Linked DNA regions of Rattus norvegicus: all the other regions are linked to region 3. The links are chromatin contacts, called in public Hi-C maps. All regions are on one chromosome and are shown on one strand. The core of a region is the stretch at or near the end of the contact, and the rest is flanking DNA. Distances in the headings are between cores, read along the strand shown.

Region 1 (4,896 bases), core at 499-2,998, 200 kb after region 3:
CCCTAATTTCTTCCATTTAACATACCTTTCGGTGTGTACATGTGTGCATTCATGTGTCGTACAGGCATGTGTGCACATGTGTGAGTGAGTGCATATGTACACGCGCGCATGTGTGTGTGTGTGTGTGTGTGTGTATGTGTGTGTCAGAGGAGAACATTGGATATCTTCGTATTGCTCTCTGCTTCTTTTTGCTTTAATGAAAGGTCTTCCAACTAACCTGGCATTCACTATTTTAAAATGGATGATGATGATGGTGATGATGATGATGATAACAGTTATTATTATTAATTTTGGCTAGCCAGTTGTCTAGCAAGCCCTGGAAATCTTCCCATTTCCCCCTACCCCTCACCTCAAATGCCAGGCATGCAGAGTTATATCTGGTTTTTGCGTGGGTGCTGGGTATCCATCCCTAGGCCTTTTTGTGTGCAAAGCAAGCTCTTTTACCTACAACTCCCAGCTCCTACTCTTTAAACTTCTAATAACAATATCATCTTACATTAATGACTTCTTCTAAGGCTATGTCTCCAAATACAATCAGACTCTGGGATAGTGGAGTTAGGACTTCAACATGTGAATTTGCCGTAGACATAACTGAGCCCATAACATCGGCTACCAATCAAGGGTGGGAATGTGAGACATTTCCAGATGGGCACATTGCCCAGGTTGCAGGAAACAGGAGTACAATGAGATGGAGGGACCCCAGGAAAATAGTGAGGGGTACCCTTCTGTGATTAAACAGTTGGAATCATCAGGGCCATCCAGGGAGATTCTGTAGGAAACACAACTAACGGATTAGGCTGATATACTGGAAGAAAGTTTGGGGATGATTCTGGAACAAGTACAGAAAAAAGAGTTCAGGTCTGAAGGAGACCACTGGCAACTTCCCTCAAATTCTGGCATTTAGACAAAAACTAGCATCCCTCAGGAACTACCAAAGGAGCCACTTCCCTTATTGCTGGCAGAAGGACAAATGGCCATCTGTGGTACCTATTAGCATACCAAAGCTCATGCTGGCCCCCAGGATCCCAAGTGTGGTCACACATTTCAGAGTCCATGCTGGCATCCTGGCTTTTCTCACCCCACTTACCCTAAACATCTCATGGCTTCCCTCCCTAGACTAACCGTTTCTCCATGTAGCCTTGCTGTTCCTGCCACGACTTTCTCCTGCCTTCTGCTCTTGTCCCCTCCCTGACTTCCTTTCTCACTCTTCCCCCCTCTCTGCTTTCATACCTAAGTCCACTCTGGTGGCTGTGTTCGGTCCACCACTTTCTCTCTGTGCTCTGGACTCTACCAGATGCCACTGACTGTTCTCTGTCCCGTAGCTACAATAAAAACCGCCTGCTTGCTTAACCATACCTTGGAGTGATCGTGTCCTCAGTTTATACGAAAATAAACAAATGTAATGCAGAATAATCAGGCAGTTTGGGTAAGATGAACCACAACAAAAGACAGAAAACTAAGCAGATGAAAATTCACAAAGCAAACAGTAATGGAAAGCAGTAAAAAGTTATGTGAGGAAAGGGCTTGGGCGTGAAAGTCTTAATTAGCATAGCCACAATGTATACATTGAACGATAACTTTATCAAGCACAACGAGACTATCTCTCTACTCGGAAATCAAAAGCAAAACTGGACTCACTGCTCACTCAAGCAAGCAGGACACTGCGATTCAGGCTGTCTCCAGGAGGGAGCTGCACCGCAGGAGTGCTGATCTACCAACCACTGAGGCTGGGGACAAGGGAGCCTGTTCTCCGATTGGCTGGATTTCACACAGGGATGGCACTGATTGGTTGGCTGCAAAGAAAACGTCTTCCCTGGGGCCTTTGAAAGGCTTTAGCACTGGTTCTGCTGCCCCGTTACCATGGCTACAACACAATTGGGCTTTCCCCAGGAGTGTGGGAACTTTTGCATTCTCAGTCCACCCAGAATTAGGATGTAACTGCGCTATTGACAATGAGTGTTGGAAGTTGCATAACTTGTGTGTGGTCCTGCTGACTGCTGGGGAGCAGAAGCCTCGAGAGGAGAGAATACCCTCCTTCCTGCACAAGGAGAAGGACCACACCCAGCAGTTCCTTAGAGCGATAACTATAGCTTCAAACAAACTATTTCCTCCGAGAAGTCACATGCTCTGGGCCAAATCAAGGGCATAGCTGTTTGTCCAACTTTGTACAGTTATCTGATGCTTTCAACCACACAAACGCATAATTAGAGAATGGTGTGTGTGTGTGTGTGTGTGTGTGTGTGTGTGCGCGCGCACGTGTGCACATGTGCGTGTATACGCACATATGTGCTTGTATGTGTGCATGTACATGTAAACATGAAGGCCAAAGCTCGGCAGTGGAAATCTCCTCTCTTCCTCTCTATCTTAAGTTTTGGGACACGATCTCTTATTCAGCCTGGAGCTCAAAATTTGGCTAAACTATCTGGCCAGCAAATCCAAGGGACTGTCCTGTCTCCTCTGTATGCAGGTGGGTGACAGGAATGCATCATTTTGATGTACAGGTTTTATATGGTGCTGGGGATTTGAACTTAGCCCTCAGAGCCCATTGAGCCATCTGCCCAGACCCCCATGAAAACTCTTTTTTAAAACAAAAAATTCAAATAACTTTTAGAAACTTTTACCTTTTGAAAATACACGTTGGAAGGTTTTGTGATAAAGGGCAAAAACACCAAACAGGTGACTGGACTTCTGTGGCTATCCTATGAATCTAAGGGAGAGGTCCCCCACCCTCAGCCCATTCCCAGAGATAGAAAGCCTTTCTTAACCTTCTTGTGCTTCTGGGACAGCTAAGAAGGTAGAGCAGGTTGACAGATCCGTCTGGAATCATAGTGCCCTGTGGTGTTCACACAGCCACCTTGCATGGTTCCTTCATTCAGAAGAAGGGGCGTGGCCTTCCACAGCCTAACCGGAAGCGCATTCCAAAAACAAGCTGAATGTATGGCCACACAGAAACTGACAGAGCAGAGAAGGCCGTTAACGAGGCCTTCAGCAAAGAACTACAGATCCCAATGTTTCAGAAAAAGAGAAGGGGGAAAACAAAACAAAACAAAACAAAACAAAACAACAACAACAAAAAAAAACTGAACATGAGAGAAAAACGGGTAGAACACACAGGTAAACGCTTCAAAGAAGAGATGTGTACGTGTGCGCAAGAAAGATGCCGCTTCTCATTAGTGAGGAAATAACTGTAAACTCTGGAAAATTCCATTGCACACGGAACAATCCAACAATGTCTTACTAGGGGCAGCGGTCTGCTCTGCTAGACTACAGGCTTGGGACAAGTACCAAGCTCAGTATATGCACATGGAATGACCGCGTGGGGTTTGAAGAGGTGTATGTAATCATCCCTGACTTGGAAGGCATGCTCGATAGAATCTCCAAGAGTGTCCTCTGCAAATGGCTCAGAGCTGAGTCCCTGGAGGCCATAAACTGCCGTCTGGTCCATTACAAGAAAATCAGTCCTGGGATGTCTCCCTTCCCTAACCTCCAGTGCCATGGAGCACTAATGGCCTGCCCATGGGCTCAGTGATGTTGTTTCTGGAGCTTTCACTCTGATGAGGACTGTCAAAGCGCAGGCGGGAGGAGGGAGAAGCCTGCGGGAGTCAGCTTTTTATTACTGTAACAAACACTCGAGACAATTAGCTTATAAAGAGGAAAGATTTATTTTAGCTTATAATTCTGCAAATTTGTGTGTGTGTGTGTGTGTGTGTGTGAGGATCTATAATTACTTATAAGGCAAACCTCTGGGTGTGTATGGGAAGAAGCTTTCTAGATTAGGTTGCTTGAGATAGGAAGGTCCACCTTAACTGTGGAATGCACAGTTCCATGGGCTGTGGTCCTGCACGCCACAGAAGGAGAAAATAAACGAAGTACTGGTGTCCATCTCTCCACTTTGAGATTGGCTGCCCTAATCTCCTTTCACGACTTCCCTGGAGTAGCTGAAACCACTAACCTTTCCTTCCTTAAGTTGCTTTGATTGGTTATTGTCAGAGCTATGAGAAAAGTAACCGACACTGGTTTCCACCTCTTAAAGTTGGCTTGCCTATGTCCCTGTAGGGCCTCGTTGGGAACCAAGTTTTCAACATATGGGACCTAGCAGAGGTCATGGGATATGCCAGGAGTTGTCCAATTCTGATGATTTCATTTCGTTTTAGCTTATTATATTTTGTTTTATTTAAAAAAAAGAGAGAATCTTCTCTGATGAGGACTTTGAGATGCATTAGTCTACGGGCATACTGATAAATTAATAGGACTTGGTTTAATACTATGTCCATTTAGAAGCATAACAGTAGCAGGTTCTCCCTTGGGGCCTATAATGTCTATAAGCACAGGCCTTGGAAAGGGAAAAAAAGTAAAGAAGTATATGAAAAGAGATAATTAAAAAAATCTGATCTGAAATAAGTAAAATGTAAAAACCAAAAAACAAAAAACCAAACCAAACAAACAAACAAAACAACCAAACAAACAAACCAAGAATCAATGAAGAGTTGGTTCTTTGAAAAGATTAACAATAACAAACCTTTAGCCAAATTAGTCCAAAGAAAGTGAGGCTGTAAATTAGAGAAAAAAAGAAAAAGCATTAAAACAGACACTGAAGAAATTCAGAGAATCATAAAGGCATACCTTAAACACACATACACACATACACTAAACGTGTAAGGCCATTTCTTACTTCAGTTTCAAAAAGATCACATGAACTGCTTGGTAGAGATGGTTTACAGAAGAGAAGTGTTGCAGAAAGGAGACACTACAACAGACACTGAGGAAATTCAGAGGATCATAAAGGCATACCTTAAACACACACACACACACACACACACACACACACACACGTACGCACACACACACACACACACATTTAACGTGTAAGGCCACATCCTACTTTAGTTTCAAAAA
Region 2 (4,701 bases), core at 898-3,397, 160 kb after region 3:
GGTATTCCTAGTCCACCTCTGTAACAGACGTAACTTGCCAAAGCTCTATTCTTCACCAACAAAGAGCCAAGAATGCTATCAGGAAGATCTAGAGAAGTGGTTCTCAACCTTCCTAATGCTGTGACCCTTTCCTCAAGGGTTTCTTGCTACTTCATAACCATAATTACACTACAGTTATGAATCATAATATAAATATCTGATATACAGGATACATGATCCCCAAAAGGACCTTGAGCTGGGAACTGCTGATCTAGAGCCTGAAGCTGAGGTTTCTACAGTTGGCTAAACCTGCCTCTCTGGCGTTTCCACCAATACATTTTTAAAATGCCTTGATTTATAATTTTCTTTGTTCTTTTACTTTCACCCTCTCTCACACACATACCTGCTCACACACATATGCACACACATACCTGCTCACACACACCTGCTCACACACACATGCTCACATATACTCATGCTCACACAAGACACACATATACCTGTTCAAAAACACATATGTTCACACACTCTCACCCTCTCACACACGCACACATGCTCACACACACTCATACACATGCACACTCGCACATACACACACGCAATACACTCTATCACTACTACTACTACTTTATGACTACTACTAAAATGTTTAAAGAGCTGGGAACAGCATCTGCAACTCCAGCTTGATTGGAACAGGACAGGCAGATCTCTGGGGGTCACTGGTATAAGAAACATTAAGGGAGAAAAAGGACCCTTCCTCTGGACCCACAGGTGTTACCCAAGTGTGGCCTAGTCTATTTTCCCCCTTCAACTGTACACTAAATAAAATAAAGAAACGAAAAAAAAAGAGAAACATTAAATATGTTTGTTTTCCATGAAATTCTATAAAACTTGTATTTACAACCAGGAATTCAAATCTTTTCATCTCCCCCCCTCTCCCACCCACCTTGTAAGACTTTCATACAAACGTTTTCACGGCCCCACCTCTTCAGTAAAACTTAGTTTACACAAAGACCTGGCTGCATCCTGTGATTAGAGGGCTGACCTCTTGCCCTTCATTTCCTGTGTGCCAATTCTTTTAGGACTAGCCAATCAGATAAGACTGGGAGATGGGACCTCAGCCAATGGGGAGAGGATAGTCACCACCCGAGTTAGAATAAAGCCCAAGTGCACTTCTGGCCCCTGAGTGTTTTGCTCTTTGGAGCACACCCTCTTGATCAGGAGTAAAGTTTTACCTCATCCAGGCACTTCAGTTGGGCTGCTGGTTTCTTTCTTTGTGCCTCTCAGCTTATTGCTAACACTGGCCAGACGGTCTAGCTGAATTGCTAAGCTCCTGGTGAGAGGCTCTGTTTCACAAAACAAAACAAAACAAAACAAAACATTGAGAGAAAATGTCAACCTATGGCTTCTACATACATGTGCATGCTTATGCGCGCGTACACACACACACACACACACCTTGGGGAAAGTAAAAACAACAGACCAAACATAGATGGTAAAGAGGCTTCTCTGATCAGTTAGCAAAGATGTATCTGTATCAAAAGTTCCATGAAACCTAGCCTATATCCCCGCACTCCATTTCATCCTGGATGTCCCTGGTCCTGGCCACTTGCTTGTTCCCTGGCTAGTTGATGTTCATGATGGCTCTTGGATGGTCCCTGGCTATAAGACCTTTCTACCACAGTCATGGAGCCCAGTTACAGAGAGCCTCTCACAAGATCATACAGCCTCTTTGGGATGGGAAGGCACAGACATTTCCGGTGTGGTCAGCTTCACTTAAGGTCTGGCCTGGGGGACGGGTAGAGTGAAGCCCGGTTCTAAGGATGGAGGTAAACAGGAATGAGAAAAGCAAGCTTTCTGAGAAATGACTGTTTCTTGTTCCCAGAAGGCTGTGGGAATTGGCAGGAAGGCAAAGGGACAGGTACCTAGATGGGACCCATAAAATACCCAAGCAGGCATCTGTTTGGTGACTGCTCAGCCTTGGTTTTGCCCATCTGGAATATAAAGCCTTTATTTGTCCCCCACCCCAATTTTCCACTGCTAGGACTTCTGTTGTTCTCAGCTGTTCATTTCTTTATGCCAGGGAATAAACTTGGCAGTCCTTTAGACAACCAACCTGGTCACCTCCATTCCAAGGGGACGTAAACTGTTCCAGTGGTTGTGAAATCCAGACACGGTAGTGTCCACAGAGCAGGTCTTGGCCAGCAGACACCCTGTGTCTTTGCTCCAACAGCCTAAGTGTGCTCTTTGGCTGAATCTCACGTGGTCCTGACTGCCATGTTTTCCTTCCATCCCACCTTGCAGGGAAACTCATTGAACTCGGGAAGTAAACACCTCAAAGGCTTCAGAAATTCCTGGAATATTGACAGAGTCACAAGTCCTCCACCCAAGCTTATAGGAGCCGTAAGGACTTCTGAGAGACACGCCAAGAGACAAGCCATGTGGCAGAAGCCCAGAACAGAGCTGGCTGGAAGAGGCAGAGGCAGCGGAAGTACAGGAAGAGTCTCAGATCAACAGAGCTCCGGGAAAGCGCATGCTCCGGCTGTGGAGCGACCTGCAGGCTGTGCATAGGTTCCCGGCCTTGGTGAGCTGTCATTCACATTGGGGTGGGCGTTGCTGTTGCACCTGTCTTTGAACCATTTCTGTCTCTGCAAGGAACGTCTCACCTATCGTGGTGGTTTTGATGGGACTATCCCCAGTTGGCTCTGGCATTTGAATACTTGGTCCCTAGATGGTGGCACTATTTGAGGGAAAGTTAGGCGGTGCGGCTTTGTTGGAGGAAAGGCTTTGAGAGTCTGGAGATGTGTAATCTCACATGTTCTGTTTCCTGCTTGCAGCTCAAGATGTGAGCCCTTAGTTTCCTGTTTTTGTAGTCTTGCCTATACTTCACAATAAGGATTCTAATTCTCTAAACCACAAGCCCAAATAAACAACAACTTCTTCTTCTTCTTCTTCTTCTTCTTCTTCTTCTTCTTCTTCTTCTTCTTCTTCTTCTTCTTCTTCTTCTTCTTCTTCTTCTTCTTCTTCTTCTTCTTCTTCTTTGTCTTCTTCTTCTTCGTCTTCTTCTTCTTCTTCTTCTTCTTCTTCTTCTTCTTCTTCTTCTTCTTCTTCTTCTTCTTCCTCCTCCTCCTCCTCCTCCTCTTCCTCCTCCTCCTCCTCCTCTTCCTCCTCCACCTCCTCCTCTTCCTCCTCCTCCTCCTCCTCCTCTTCCTCCTCCACCTCCTCCTCTTCCTCCTCCACCTCCTCCTCTTCCTCCTCCTCCTCCTCCTCCCCCCCCTCCTCCTCCCCCTCCTCCTCCTCCTCCCCCTCCTTCTCTTCCTCCTCCTCCTCTTCTTTTTTTTTTGGTCTCCAGTTGGTGATACTATTGGGGAGACGTATAAGATGTGACCTTGTTGGAGAAAGTAACCGTGAGCTTTGAGAGTTTAAAGACTGGTGCCATTTTGAGCTCCCCCAATCTGCTTCCTGTTTATAGTTCACAATGTAAGCTCTCCGCTTCTGCTCTTAGTATGTAGTTCCTGCTGCCTCTGCTCCACCATCCTGGACTCCCCTCCAGAACCCTAATCCCAATAAACTCTTTTTTCTACAAGTTGCTTTGGTCATGGTATTTTTTCAGAGTAACATAAAAATAACTAATACACCCACAATCTTGTAAGTAACCCCAATAAAACTCATTGAATCACCAAGTTAGACATTGGTGAAATTCCTCCTCATTGTTTCCCAGTCTGGGATGAGTAGATATTTATTCATATCTCTCCAGAAATACTGTTACGCAGTAGGATCTTCAACACCAAGGATATTGAGGAGGGTCTAAGATGTTGCTGAATGAACTCTTCTTGAAGATTTTCTGGGTGAGTAATGATAACATATTTCCAAGGAGAGAATAAAACTCTCTAGATTCATTTGCAAGCACAGAAAGAATAAAACCAGCCACATGGTGGTAGAACAGGAAATAGGAAGAATACGAACCTCAGGGAATTGGTCAGTAAAACCCTGACTAAGAATCTACACACACACATATATAGACACACATGCTCCCATGTATGTATGCACATGTGCATGGAAAAGAGTGGGAGAAGAAGGGAAGAGGGAGAGAGAGAGAGAGAGAGAGAGAGAGAGAGAGAGAGAGAGATGAATTTTGGTGTTTTGTGTCACAGTTACTAGCTTCTCACTCCCAGTATTACTGTTGTGATTGTCTCCTGACAGGGCAGCTACTAAACCATGTCTTCTAAATGAAACTGCATTCCTCCCAGTCTGATGCACACCCCAGGGAATAGCATAAAGACTGGCTAGCATGTTTCAGCCCACTCAGGCTGAACCAGCATCTGCCCAAAGAAATTAGAGAGACAGAGCGCTGCCTCTCTTCTCTTTTCTTATTAGTTCCAGGCAGTTAGGGCAACAGAGCTGGGACTTTAGTGAGCCCATAACACCAGGCCTGTAACTTTCACAGAAATAGTTTGAACAGATAGGTGGGGCCCTTAACAGATAAAGCCAGGTATTCTTGGGGAGAGCACAGATCAGATTTCCAGCATTACTGTACTAAAACATTCAAATACCTGATTCTCAACATGAAAAGAAGAAAAACAACATAAGCCATTTCAAGGAAGTCCAGATGTTGAATTTACTGGACCACACTTTCGTTCTTCTCTAGGCTCCATGAGGTCATGGTCAAGGCGCTCAGGAGAATGGTGGATGACTAAGAATGGACCATTATTCAAGCAAGTG
Region 3 (5,107 bases), core at 2,565-5,064:
AAAAAAAAAAAAAAAAAAAAAGTGGTTTCCAAGTTGGGGCCTACCTTTTAAAGAAAAAAAAAAAAAAAGAAACAGAAAAACTCTGTTATTGTTGTTCCAGTCTCCTGTAGCAGGGCTGGAATTCACTATATATCCAAGGATGACCCTGACCTCTGACCCTGGAGTGCTAGAAGTAGGGAATATACCCTCATTTCTAGTTTGATATTGTACTGGGGATAGAACTCAGGGCCTTGTGCATGCTGGGCCCAGTTGCACTCCTAGTCTAAGAAAACTTTTTAAAACCACAATCGTGATCGTAGGGAGGTGGCAGCTGGGAAGGGTACTCTGACGGCACAGGCTGGAGAGCGCGGAGCAAGGAGGGTTCCCCGGGAGTAAACCAAGGAGGATGCTCTGCACAGCCGCAAAGCATTCGAATATTCCCCTCAGAGGAATTTCTAAAGCAAGTCAAAGCTGTGCAAAATATTTACACACAGGAGTGTTCACTTGACACGTCCTTACAGACGGGAAGAGAAAAGCTCCCATTCTATCACGTGGCAGCTAAGAGTGGGCACACAGAGGGCCTGGCTGCAGTTGCCACAGAATGAGCTTTTCATGATGCCCAACATAAACAAAACCATGGGAGGGTTTCTCTTTTTTCTGCTCCGTCACAGAAAACTATCACTACGACGGGAGGGGGCACATGAGAGACTCAAGGTCTCTTACTATTATGCCAGACTCCTCCTCTTCCTCTCTACTGGACCCTGGAGGACTCCAGACCCTGGAGACTGCCCCAGAGTGGCAACCAAACTTCCCATCCCTACCTGTTAATGATGTCACCAAATTGAGCCCGTAGCCATCAACTGAGGACTTCACTGGCTCTCCTAGGGCATGCTGTGTCCATGAGGGTTAGGGTAGTCAGACTAGAGCTGGCCCAGGTGCCAATGGTCCTTGGTGGCACTCATCCCCTGGCAGCTCCATCTGTCCAAGGCCAGCCATCGAGCCTTCTGTCTCTCCACTCTGGTCTTGTAAGCACACAGGCTTATGCTAGCAGATGTGAGACATCTGGAGCAGACAGAGGCCACAGAAACCTCCAATGCTTTGCTCACACACCTGTTCCCCTGCTGAGGCAGGAAGTACCAAGCGATGTTGTAAGTTACAAACCTAGGAGGGAGTGACGGATCTGTCCAGCCTCATGAGTCACCCAGATGTGTGCTCAGTTCAGAGCAGCCACAGGCAGATGTGCCATGGGGAGGTTGGGAGCTAGGTAGAGTCATTTGTCCAAGCTCTACCATAACCCCGAGGGCAGAGAGAAGAGGAAAAGAAGGCCCACCCTAGTGTGCAAGGTGTCTGGAGAGGGAACGAGCCTTCAAGGGTGACAGTAAGTGCTACTTAACACCAACCATCAGTGCTACTTAACATGCTGCCAACTCTGACAGGGACAGGGTCCCTGGGCAGATGGGAGTTCAGCTTTTGCCAGGGATAGGGCTCAGTTGGGGAACTCAGGTGCAGCCAGGAGTCCAATACATAAAAGTCTCCTGAGTTAGTTTGAGGGGAAAAAAAGCTATATACCTTGTACCTAAAAAAGAAACAAATGGAGCACAGTGAAGAGAATAACAGAAGGAACCCAGTGTCACCTATTGGGTGGCACAATTAGAAACTTTGGAACCAAAGGCCCTAGAGGCCCCTCCCCCACCTAGCCCACAGTTGCTGAGTCAGCAACTTCCTGACCACCCCCCTTTTTTGGGGGGGGGGGAGGTCAGCATTCTTCATCCCTGCCCCCTCTGCAGGCAATTGAGGCCTGCGAACAGTATCTGGGGCCACCCACCTCCCTGTTCCTTCCATTCACAGCCACGAGGCCACTTGAGCCTCTGATAAACTCTAGCCAAGGGGCACTGGGGTCCTTCGCTCTGGAAACCCATAGAGCTGCAAGAAGGGAACCCTGGTTACAATCTGTGGCTGATGTTGTCCATGAGGGGTAGGGTCACCCCCAAAGCCTGGCCTCTCTACAGCTCTAAGAGCAGTACGCACAGTTTGCCTGCACCTTCTATAATTAGGATGCCCACAGTTTCAAGCCCCACATCCTGCAGACGGAGAGGACTTCCCTGAATCTGCTGGGGTGTGCCCAGTACTGGGCACTCGCAGTCTTGAGTGGTGGACCAGTGGACAGTTGCTATGGCTAGACCCAGACTCTAGCACGGCATGGCTGAACCGTTGGGATGGGTCCTGTAATTGAAGCATGTATGTGTGCAGAGCAGAGCTAATATGGACAGGAAGCAGTTTCAAGGGCCTGGAAAGGAGACTCTGGGTCTAGATTAGGGCCGCGGACAGAATACCTCCTTTGAGACTGAGAACTGCTAGGGGTGGGTGCAATGTGTATGTCTATCACCCAACTCTAGCGTCCTAGTGTCCTGACAGTTTGTGAAATAAACCCTCAGGACTGTAGGGCAAGCAGCTCCAGGCTGGTTGGACTCTGAAGGGTCCCAACCCCACCGAAGAGCCAGCACCTTCCTGCCCCAAAAGTACCAAAGAAAATAGCGACTTCAGTCAAGACTTGCCCACGCCCACTTCCTAGCTCATCTGTAAATTCAGTCCTACAGGAAACATGGGAGAGAAACAAAGGCAGACAAGAAGCCCTAATTCCTAGGGTGGGGTGGGGCGGGGCGGGGTAGGGGGGAGAAAATCCCCGGAGGACCAGAGGGCACCAACAGAAACAGGGCTACAATCTCAACTTTACAAAGTGCTTTCGGAGGGGCTGGCCCTCGCCCACATGCCCCAGACAAGGAACATGACGGGCCTTGCTGGAAGGTTCTTGGTTGCACAAGTAGCTTTGACTGTCTCAGCTATCCCTAATCTGACCGGTGGATAGATTTCTGCGGAAGGCAGTCCCCAACTGGAAGCTTTTGTTCCACTTCAGTAGTTGGGGAGGCCAGGTAGTGCTGCCTTCTCTCCGTCTTCAGCCCGGGTCACACGGGCCTTTGTTCTACCTGCACACACCGGCAGGCAGAGCCCACCCCTTTCCTGGCAGCTCCTCCCCAGACTGGCAAGCACTGGAGGGCCTGGGGATACCACAGGTGCAGAGGAAGAGGATCCTCATCTCCCTTGCTCCACTTTTAGTTCTAGACAGGTACGGGCTACAGACGCACAGAGACACACCTGTTTTTCTGCCTCTAGAGCCAAGCCTGGACCTTTAGTCCCCGAGGTTTCTCTCTCAGGCTAGCCGGCAGTGCACCGCAGATGGGGTGGACAGAGAGCGGCCGGCAGTGACCCAGGAGGAAGTCTGGGCACTGCGCAGACAGGCCAGTGATGAGGAGAGGTACAGAACAGAGGGTGAAAAGAGAGATCAGAGGTCAGGAGTGGCAGCTGCAGGGACAGATGAGACGGGGATCCTGGGATCCGGCAGATCGGAAGGGGCCCCAAGAGAGCAAAGAGGGCAGATCTGGTCCGGGGTTTAGGGCACCCCCCCCATCACACTCGCCCGCAGCGGACACTCACCTGGGCGAACGCAGACCTGCTGGGTCGCGGCGGTCTAGCACACCGGGAACACAGTTGGTGAGTTCGGTCCAGTCAGCGTGCAGCCCGCAGCTCCAGCCGGTGGAGAAGCGAGAGAAGAGCCAGGTCTCGCGGCGATTGGGCCGATAGCAGGTGCACTTCTTCTGGCCCGGGCGACAGTCGCAGGGCACCTCGAGGCGCACGTTCTGCACTAGGTGGCGGCCGAAGGTGGTGCCGCCGGTCTTCTGGATATGCAGGAAGACTATCACGTCGTCGCCCTTCATGTCGAAGCGCAGCGAGCGCTCCAGCTCGCGCACCGGGAAGTAGTACTTTTTCTCGTAATGTGGGTCCGGCGTGGGGAAGAGATCCAGGTCGTCGGGGGGCGCGCGGCCACCGGGCGCGCCCAGACTCAGCCCCGGGCCCGCGTACTGGTAGAGGATGAGCATGAAGCACGCCGAGCCCGCCACCACCAGCACGAACTTGCTGGCGCGCTCAACCATGGTCCTGCCGCCGGCGCGCCGCCGCCGCATGTGTCACCATCGCCAGCAGCCCGGGCGCCGGGCCTGGGAGGGCGGGGGGCGCAGCTGCTCCGCCACCGCCGCCGCCACCGCCACCGCCGCCCGCGCTCCGGCCCGGCCGGGCTACTCGGCGCCCAGGCTATGCGCAGCGTCCCGGGCCCCGGGCCTCGGCGGCGCCGTGGCTGCTTCCCGCCCCGATCCCCGGCTCGGCTAGCGTACGGCCCGGCCCCCGCCACAGCGCCCCGCAGCCGCGCGCGCCCGCACCCGCCCGCAAAGCTCAGCGCCGAGAACGCTCTGCACCGCCCCGTGCGCCGCCGCGTCTCCGCAGTCCGTCGCGGCTCCGCCCCGCCCCGCCCCCGGCCCGCCCTCGCGGCGCCTCTTGCTGTCGCCGCCCGCTCTGATCCTCCGCTCCGCCTCTGGAGAGCCCTGGGGGAGGGGAGGGGCTGGAGGAGGCCCAGGCACAGGCCAGTGTCCAGCGCCGGGTCGCGTGTCTCTCACACTGTCAACGCGGATCGTTACGCAAAGGGGATTGGTTCCAACTCGCAGGCCTGCGGGTGGCGTCTGGGTTGTCCCGAGCCCAGGAGTGGGTGACTCTTTTGGGCATTGGTCTTGGATTTGGGAGCCCGAGTTTTTTCACCTTCTCTGTCGTGGTAGTTTGTGTCACCCGCGCTCTCTTCCACGGGAATACGGAGGCTTTGACCTTCACACTGAAGGATCCAAAGTTCCAAGTTCGAGAGCGCTGGGAGTAGGGACCACATTTTGGGGCTGCGAATAAGGGTGGGGAAGGAAGAGAGACGTTGAGGGCATGGATCCAGCTCTTATGTAGATATCACCATTCCACTGGCAGCACTGGGACAATGACTCAAAGACCTCAGTAAAGATAAACCAGAATGTGTGCAGAGGCCCGAGGACCAGCTTTATGTTGTCCCTTTTCCCCAGTGTGCATTGTTTTGATCCTGGTCATGCTCCAAAAAAATAGTTGAAAAAATTAAACCGACATTAGAAAAAAAATTAGAATTCCGACCTTCGTGGTTTTGTTTTGTTTTTTTTTAAGGTTGGCAGCAGGACCTGCAGCCTTGATTGGTGCTCTGCCTGCAGTGGAGTGCCTGCTGGGCCCAAGC

The links. A called contact is a pair of places that touch in the nucleus more often than the background predicts.
Region 1: a contact with region 3 is called in a Hi-C map of prefrontal cortex, with 2.6 times the contacts expected there. The contact joins the enhancer-like site here to the promoter of Hs6st1 in region 3. A contact is called at or near these places in 3 of 12 Hi-C or Micro-C datasets (frontal cortex, liver and prefrontal cortex).
Region 2: a contact with region 3 is called in a Hi-C map of liver, with 2.2 times the contacts expected there. The contact joins the enhancer-like site here to the promoter of Hs6st1 in region 3. A contact is called at or near these places in 4 of 12 Hi-C or Micro-C datasets (the A7r5 cell line, Schwann cells and liver).

Annotation. Positions count from the first base shown.
Region 1 is chr9:45,575,298-45,580,193 of GRCr8, reverse strand. No RefSeq gene overlaps it. Among named protein-coding and RNA genes, the nearest start is that of Hs6st1, 200 kb to the left of the region's middle. Within about 2 kb of position 1,748, at least 39 of the 93 cell types and tissues checked have an H3K27ac peak or open chromatin away from gene starts, as enhancers often do. A contact at or near this core is called in liver, where this site is marked.
Region 2 is chr9:45,616,142-45,620,842 of GRCr8, reverse strand. It overlaps LOC120094664 (a long non-coding RNA gene), which reads left to right. Exons shown (of 5, transcript XR_005489095.2): 4 at 2,284-2,563; 5 at 3,332-3,565. Among named protein-coding and RNA genes, the nearest start is that of Hs6st1, 160 kb to the left of the region's middle. Within about 2 kb of position 2,147, at least 8 of the 93 cell types and tissues checked have an H3K27ac peak or open chromatin away from gene starts, as enhancers often do. A contact at or near this core is called in liver, where this site is marked.
Region 3 is chr9:45,778,109-45,783,215 of GRCr8, reverse strand. It overlaps Hs6st1 (heparan sulfate 6-O-sulfotransferase 1), which reads right to left and starts at 3,814. Exons shown (of 2, transcript NM_001108210.1): 1 at 3,472-3,814. The coding sequence starts at 3,752.